2 separate regions of the Arabidopsis thaliana genome follow, and region 2 is linked to region 1. Evidence: chromatin contacts called from public capture Hi-C data. All regions are on one chromosome and are shown on one strand. The core of a region is the stretch at or near the end of the contact, and the rest is flanking DNA. Distances in the headings are between cores, read along the strand shown. Region 1 holds the start of AT4G10680 (transcription factor IIB (TFIIB) family protein). Region 2 holds the start of SAY1 (Ubiquitin-like superfamily protein).

What was found. Capture Hi-C pulls out chosen DNA fragments and counts their contacts.
Region 2: a capture Hi-C map of seedling shows a contact between it and region 1, with 2.5 times the contacts expected there. The contact joins the promoter of SAY1 here to the promoter of AT4G10680 in region 1.

What each region holds. Positions count from the first base shown.
Region 1 is chr4:6,585,536-6,589,189 of TAIR10.1, forward strand. AT4G10680 (transcription factor IIB (TFIIB) family protein) reads left to right here and starts at 1,986. Exons shown (of 1, transcript NM_117136.1): 1 at 1,986-2,534. The coding sequence starts at 1,986. The coding sequence ends at 2,534. It overlaps GTC2, which reads left to right. Exons shown (of 1, transcript NM_117135.2): 1 at 1-727. The coding sequence ends at 223. It also overlaps the pseudogene AT4G10690.
Region 2 is chr4:7,069,500-7,073,031 of TAIR10.1, forward strand. SAY1 (Ubiquitin-like superfamily protein) reads left to right here and starts at 2,173. Exons shown (of 11, transcript NM_117243.4): 1 at 2,173-2,539; 2 at 2,924-2,985; 3 at 3,078-3,532. The coding sequence starts at 2,456. AT4G11730 (Cation transporter/ E1-E2 ATPase family protein) reads left to right here. Exons shown (of 11, transcript NM_117242.1): 6 at 1-279; 7 at 357-389; 8 at 474-555; 9 at 639-802; 10 at 891-1,064; 11 at 1,155-1,469. The coding sequence ends at 1,469.

The DNA of each region.
Region 1 (3,654 bases), core at 736-3,235:
TGGTTTCAATGGTGTCCCCCACAAGACATCTACCTTCATAATACCGACCTCAAGCTGCTTAGTTGAGCTGACAGAATCCCCGTTCTTGGTGGTCTGTCTAAGTGAGATTGAGATTGTGAATCTTGAGAGAGTTGGGTTTGGTCAAAAGAGCTTTGACATGGCTATCATCTTCAAGGACTTGAAGAAAGATGTTCTTAGGGTTGACTCAGTTCCAACAAGTTAGTTAGAGGGGATAAAGGAATGGCTTGACACTACAGATATAAAGTACTACGAGAGCAAACTGAATCTGAACTGGAGACAGATCCTGAAGACGATCACGGATGATCCGCAGAGCTTTACAGATGCTGGAGGATGGGAGTTTTTGAATCAGGACGGAAGCGATTCAGAGTCTGGCGGCTCTGAGGACTCAGACAAAGGGTATGAACCATCAGATGTGGAGGTTGAGTCTGAGTCAGAGGACGAGACATCAGAGAGTGAGTCAGACGATGAAGAAGAAGAAGAGGACTCAGAGCAAGAGTCAGAGGAAGAGAAAGGTAAGACTTGGGCTGAGCTGGAGAGAGAAGCTACTAATGCAGACAGAGAGCATGGAGTTGAGTCTGATAGTGAGGAAGAGAGGAAGAGAAGGAAGATGAAAGCGTTTGGGAAATCGCGTCCTGGAAGTAGCGGTGCAGGCGGTAGTAGCAGCATGAAGAACATGCCACCATCTAAACGCAGCAGGCACCGGTGAAAACAAAATAATCAAGAGTTTGAGTTCTGCTTGCTTATCATTTTAGCCTTTTGTTCTGCTTATCTTTTGTATCATATAAAAAAACTGCTTTAGATTATTATCTATCTATTCTATGCCCTTGGGAAAATAATGAAGTCTTAGGTTTCTTGTCGTTCTTAATAAAATTTGTTTCGACTTAAATTGGCAGAAAATACCATTGTGGCATCCTCTAACGGTTGGTCTTGTAAATAATTAAAGGGTATGCCATAAACCAAAAGGTAAAAATGAATACTTAAGTTATTAAAGAAATCTTGGATTCACCATTATTATTATGAGATACGAAGATGTTCCCACTATTAGTGGTGGTGAGTTTCCTGTGGGACAAGCAATAGAAAGGTTTCCAATCGACGATGTCTAAGAGACAAAACACATCAAAGCTCACAAGCTCATTCACCCATCTCCCTGCTGATGCTGATCTTGTCTTCATCACCCATGCATCAACTTCAACTTAATTAGCTTATATACACAACTCTCTCTGGTATATATAAGAAGAGTAATATATTTTGGCAGTTGTTTCTCTTGCATGTGGTTCTTTGGAGAGTTCCTTTAGAGTCATTGAACGTATGAGTACAAAGGATGTTGTGACATGGACATGGATGATTTATGCATATGGAATGTATAGCGAAGGTGAGAAAGCTGTTGAAAACTTTTGTTGATATCGAAAAATCAGGTCTTGTTCCCGATGGTGTTGTCTTCATTTTCATCATCAATGCTTGCAGCCACTCTGGCTTGCCTTGCTTCATTGAACACATCAAGAAAGAATCCTGGATGTAGCTGGAGGATTGAAATCGGTAAAAAACAATCTCCTTCTAGTCTCTCGTCATTCTCATACTCTGTTTTATGTGTATGCATGCCCAAATCCTTTGTATTGGCTTAAGATGAAAATGGAGTCTTGATGTGTATTTCATCGGAGATGCTTAAGGAAATCAGGGAGATAAGCTTTAGTATATAGTTTTCACTGTATAAATATCTGTTTAACATGTTTTCTTCCCGTTACATATAAAACATTCCTTAAAAAAAAAAAAAAAATTGGGAATCGCATAACAAACTGGAAAAAAAGAAATAATAAAAAGGAAACAAAATAATAAAAAGTAAATCCTTTTAGAAAAACAAATTCCTTTATTTCAACATCTATAAATACTACTAGCAAAACAATTAAACCAACAAAAAAAGAAAAGCAAAACAATTAGTCCATACGAAGAAGAAAGAAACCCTAAGAATGAAAGAAGACGGAATTTGCTTGGAGTGCAAGAGGCCAACAGAAACCGTGGTTAACTACAAGAACGGAGATACAATCTGCATTGAGTGTGGCCATGTCATAGAGAATAACATCATCGATGACCTAGACGGTGCTTCGACCAACCCTAATCTCAAATCCGGCCATCTCCCCACTATCATCTTCAAACTTAGCGGAAAATCTTCCTCCCTTGCCTCAAAATTGCGCCGAACACAGAATGAAATGATCAAAAACAAGCAGGAAGAAGATGTAATCAAGATAGCCTATGCGGAAATCGAGAGGATGACCGAAGCGCTAGGGTTAACTTTCGGTATCAGTAATACGGCGTGCAAGATTCTTTCGAAACTGGATAAAAAGAACTTACGCGGAGGGAAGAGTTTGAGAGGGCTTTGCGCGGCCTCTGTATCAAGGGCATGTCGCCAAGTGAATATACCAAAAACATTGAAAGAGATCTCGGCAGTAGCCAACGTGGATATGAAGGAGATAAACAAAGCGGTGAAGCTTCTTGGAGATTCTTTCGGTACTATTTGAATGATATGGAAATTCAATCACATGTAAAAGACTACGGAAATTAATCAATAAAACTATATATATATTTTTTTTGCATAACCTCGAATCAGTCACATACAAAGACTTTTAAAGTTGAAACATAAATCTGAAATGTAAGTTTTCATAACAGTACTGAATCATTTTTTTTTTTGGACATGAATGTAAACAGTACTAAATCTTAAAGTCAACATAAGTTTCACATATTCAATGATCAAATAAAAAGGAAAACGGAAAGATAGCTCATCTTACCTTTACCATCATCCATATTTGCTTATCATTTCATCGAATCTAAGATGTCTTAAGACGGTGGTTCAATCCAAAGACTCATAAGAGGGCAAAGGTCTTTCTGCTTTTCAAATCTTGATGGTTTTGGAAGCGGCTTACGCGGATAGTACCTGCCTTTATCAAACGAGTAGGATACACATGATCTCTTGCAACGTAAACCATAAAACTTTGGGAAGTACACACTGTTCCACATGCCACAAACATTCAATCTCGTCTCTGAGGAGTACTTACTTGCAAAGATTGTCAGGCCGTCAAGAGTAGCACCACTCATCTCCTCCCAATCCGAGGAGACAAGTTTATACAGCAACGGTATCTCGCTGCTACATGTAAACATGAGAAAGAGCTCTCCTTTCTATCAAACAACAAGAGACTCCTTCTCCTACAGAGACTTCAATCCATCGCAACAACATTGTTTCTGTTTCAGTTTCAGTTAAAGGAGATTCAGGCCCAAAAGAAAAAGAGAAGCCCACGAAGCCCATCCTTTACTCATCGAAACTCTGCAACAATCAAAGCAGAGGAACATCACGCGAGACACCGCCGTCGACAAACATAAACGTGCACAATCATTTTGATGTTCTTGGAAGCAGCAGCATTTCATGCAACTAGGACACCTGTCATTAGCTATTATGTAATCCTCCTCTTTATATAGTTCTCTGCTTGTAATCGAATTCACTAAGGAAGAAATACACAATTATTTTCTCTCTGAAGCTTTTGCTTCTACTTTCATGGTATCAGAGCTTAGGACTTTGTTCCTAAGCCATGGAAGAATCTATTTTTGTTTCCTCTCTTAACATCTCTCAAGTTGTTACTCTCAAAC
Region 2 (3,532 bases), core at 923-3,422, 480 kb after region 1:
AATTGTAACACTGTCTTTTTTTTTCCTTACCAATTATGTTCAGAGCACAAATACCATATTGTGAACAAGTTGCAAGAGAGGCATATTTGTGGTTTGATTGGTGATGGAGTGGATGACGTTCCTTCGTTGAAGAAAGCGGATGTTGGTATCGCTGTTGCGAATGCTACTGAAGCTGCAAGAGCTGCTTCTGATATCGTTTTGACTGAGCCTGGACTTAGTGTTATCATCGACGCGGTTCTAGCTAGTCGAGCCATTTTGCAACAAATGAAGCACTACACAGTGAGTGAGCAATGCTCTTATTAAACTATACACAGCGTTTTGTTTTTCATTTTTTCTGATGTTTTCTCATGTATCAGATTTATGCAGTTTCAATAACCATCCGTGTTGTGGTAAGTTAATCAATCTTGAATGTTTTCTTTAATATCATCAAATAATCTCTGTTTATATAATCTCTCTTTGTACCTTTTTTACAGTTTGGGTTCATGTTCATCGCTTTAATATGGAAGTTCGACTTTTCACCATTCATGGTTTTGGCCATTGCTTTGTTAAACGAAGGTGAGTTTTTCTTCTTTATAAACTTTGTTTACTTGCTATAAAAGCCAAACAATAAAAAAACATTATTAACAATTACTCAACAGAAACCACCAAGGCTATCACAATGGATAATGTCACCAATCCTTCTCCTACACCAGATAGCTTGAAACTCAAAGAGATCTTCGCAACCGGCGTTGTTTATGGCAGTTACATGGCTTTAATAACTGTTGTGTTCTTTTGGGCTGCATACAGAACCGATATCTTCCCGGTATGTATAAACAAATCTCTCTTCAAATCTCCCATAACAACACAAGCATACTATAAAGTTATAACCTCTTGTTTTGTTTTTTATATAGAGAACGTTCCACGTGAGAGACTTGAGAGGCAATGAAGCAGAGATGATGTGTGCTTTATACTTACAAGTGAGTATTATGAGCCAAGCTCTTTTCTTCGTTATTCAATCAAGAAGCTGGTTTTTTGTCGAACGACCTGGAGAGTTATTGTTTCTCTCTTTCGTGACAGTACAAACTGTAAGTATATAGAAAAACATGATTCTGTTTCTTCTTTTTTATTTTTCATTATAAAGAAGTCTTCATTGACTCATAAACTTGACCTTGTAGATTGCAACAACACTCGCGGTATACGCAAGTTGGGAAACTGCGAGAATCGAGGGAATAGGATGGAGTTGGGCTGGAGTTATTTGGCTCTACAACATCATCTTCTTTTTTCCATTAGACATAATGAAATTCGGAATCCGTTACATACTAACCGGAAAAGCTCAGAGTCTCTTTGACAACATGGTACACTTAGTTTTGAACAGTTATGCAAAACTCAGCAATGGAATATACAACCATACTCAAGCTGACCATACTTACTCACTCTTGGAAGTGTCAACTCCTCCATCCCAGGACTTGAGAGGCGTTGGGTGGGTTTAATATCATACCGTGGTCTAGTTTGTTTTGTTTTAGTTCTTTTTATTTGTTTTTGGTGTAATTTTTTTTACTTTTTTTTTTAATTGAAATTTTAGTTAAATAGAAATTAGCATAATTTTTCTACTACTCCGTCTTCAATTTTAATTTTCTTCAACTCTTTTTTTTTTCTTTTTAAGTGTTTCCTTAAGTTATATCACTAAATTGAAAACAATATATATAGTATACTTAAAACAGCATCTCCAGTGATAACACAAGGAAGAACCAAATTTGGTGTTTTGGTATCTCAAATCTCACACTAAAACTGAATTTATTATTATTTTATTATTAAATCTAAAATTATTTTATATTTTGATAAACATTATTTATTTATTTTTTTAACCCTCAAAAATCATTTATTGATTATGAATATTTTATCTATTTTGTAACCCACAAAAACAATAATTATTTTATAACTAATATAATATTATAATCGGTAATTAAAAATAATAATAAACAAATTATTTTAGACATGAAAAATTGAACCCTGCAAACTACATGATTAAATAGGTAGACCAGTATTTTCCTATTTTGATTTATGAATCAATTAAAACTTACAATTACATACTAGTGTATAACAATAAACCTCAAAAACTTGTGATGAATGATGTAGGAAATAATAGTACTCTTTTGAATATCAACTTAAATGTATTTTAGCAATTTGACTAACAAACAATTGTTCTTCACTTTTAATAATCATCCAATAGAACCATAGAGAAACTTCAAGACTTTCCACAAAAATTCATCATCATCACATAACCAAGAAAACAAACGAGGAAAAAAGCCCAAAAAATAAGAGAAAAGACCTTAAAACGACGAGTTTCACCGATCCAATCTTCCATTGCAATTTTCACATAACAAATCTTTTTCTTTCCCCTTGCTCACTCCAAGTCTCCAAGCCCCCAAATTTTTTCACAATCAATCATTTCTTTGTTGCGAACCAAACTTGTGATATGGCGACACCGAATCAGGAAGCAATCGACACTTTCATCAGCATCACCGGCGCTTCTGACGCCGTCGCCCTTCAGAAACTCGAGGTGATTCGAATTTCTTGATTCATGTCCTTGTTCGCGATTCCTTATGATTCAGATGTTTGATTTCGAAGTTTGTTTAGAATCGGTAAAGTGAAACTGAAAGTTCGATGAGACGACGATCGTTTGATTATTCTGATGCTTTTTCCCTTACTCGTTTTGATATTTGATGTTTTGGGGTTGAAATTGAAGTTGATTTTCAGAATTTTAGGTTATAGGATGGTCTGATTGAGTTTCTAGAAGGATTTTTGTTCTTACATTGCTTTTTTCGCTCAAACGATATCTCCTGAATTCTCGCGTTTATTACTTGTTCATTGATGATTGTATGATTGTCTCCAATGTTGACAGAGTTTTTAATTCGAATTTGAGAGCTGATTTTGATTACTGCAGGAGCATCGTGGTGATCTTAATCAAGCAGTGAATGCATATTTCAGCGAAGGAGATCGAAATGTGTATGACATCTCTATCTCACTGATGATTATTTTATTATCCTTCTCTCTTGCAAATTTATCAATTTTTTTACGTTGTTATGCTCTTTGTGTAGAGTACGTGAAGCGCCGGTTAATGATGATGATGAAATGGATATAGATGATGTGATTCCGGCTCCACAATCTCCTCTCTCTATGTTCAATGCAGCTAGAACAATTGGCCGTCCTCCCTTTTCGCTTTTGGATTCGGACTTTGCTAGACGTGTATTTGATAGCGATCCTCTTATGCCACGCCCTCCGTTTGTTAGTCATCCTAGAGAGGTTAGGCAGATACCTATAGAGGTTAAGGATAGCAGTGGGCCATCTGGACGATCTAGTGATGCTCCTACTATTGAAGATGTGACAGAAACAGCTCATGTTCAGGGTCCAGTAACTACCCAAGGAACTGTTATTATTGATGAAGAGAGTGATGATGATATTCCTTTTGCACCAATGGGACGAAGTAGGCAAGACAGACCTGCTGGTTCTGTAGCCAATAATAATAATCAAGATTACAATGATATAGAAGAAG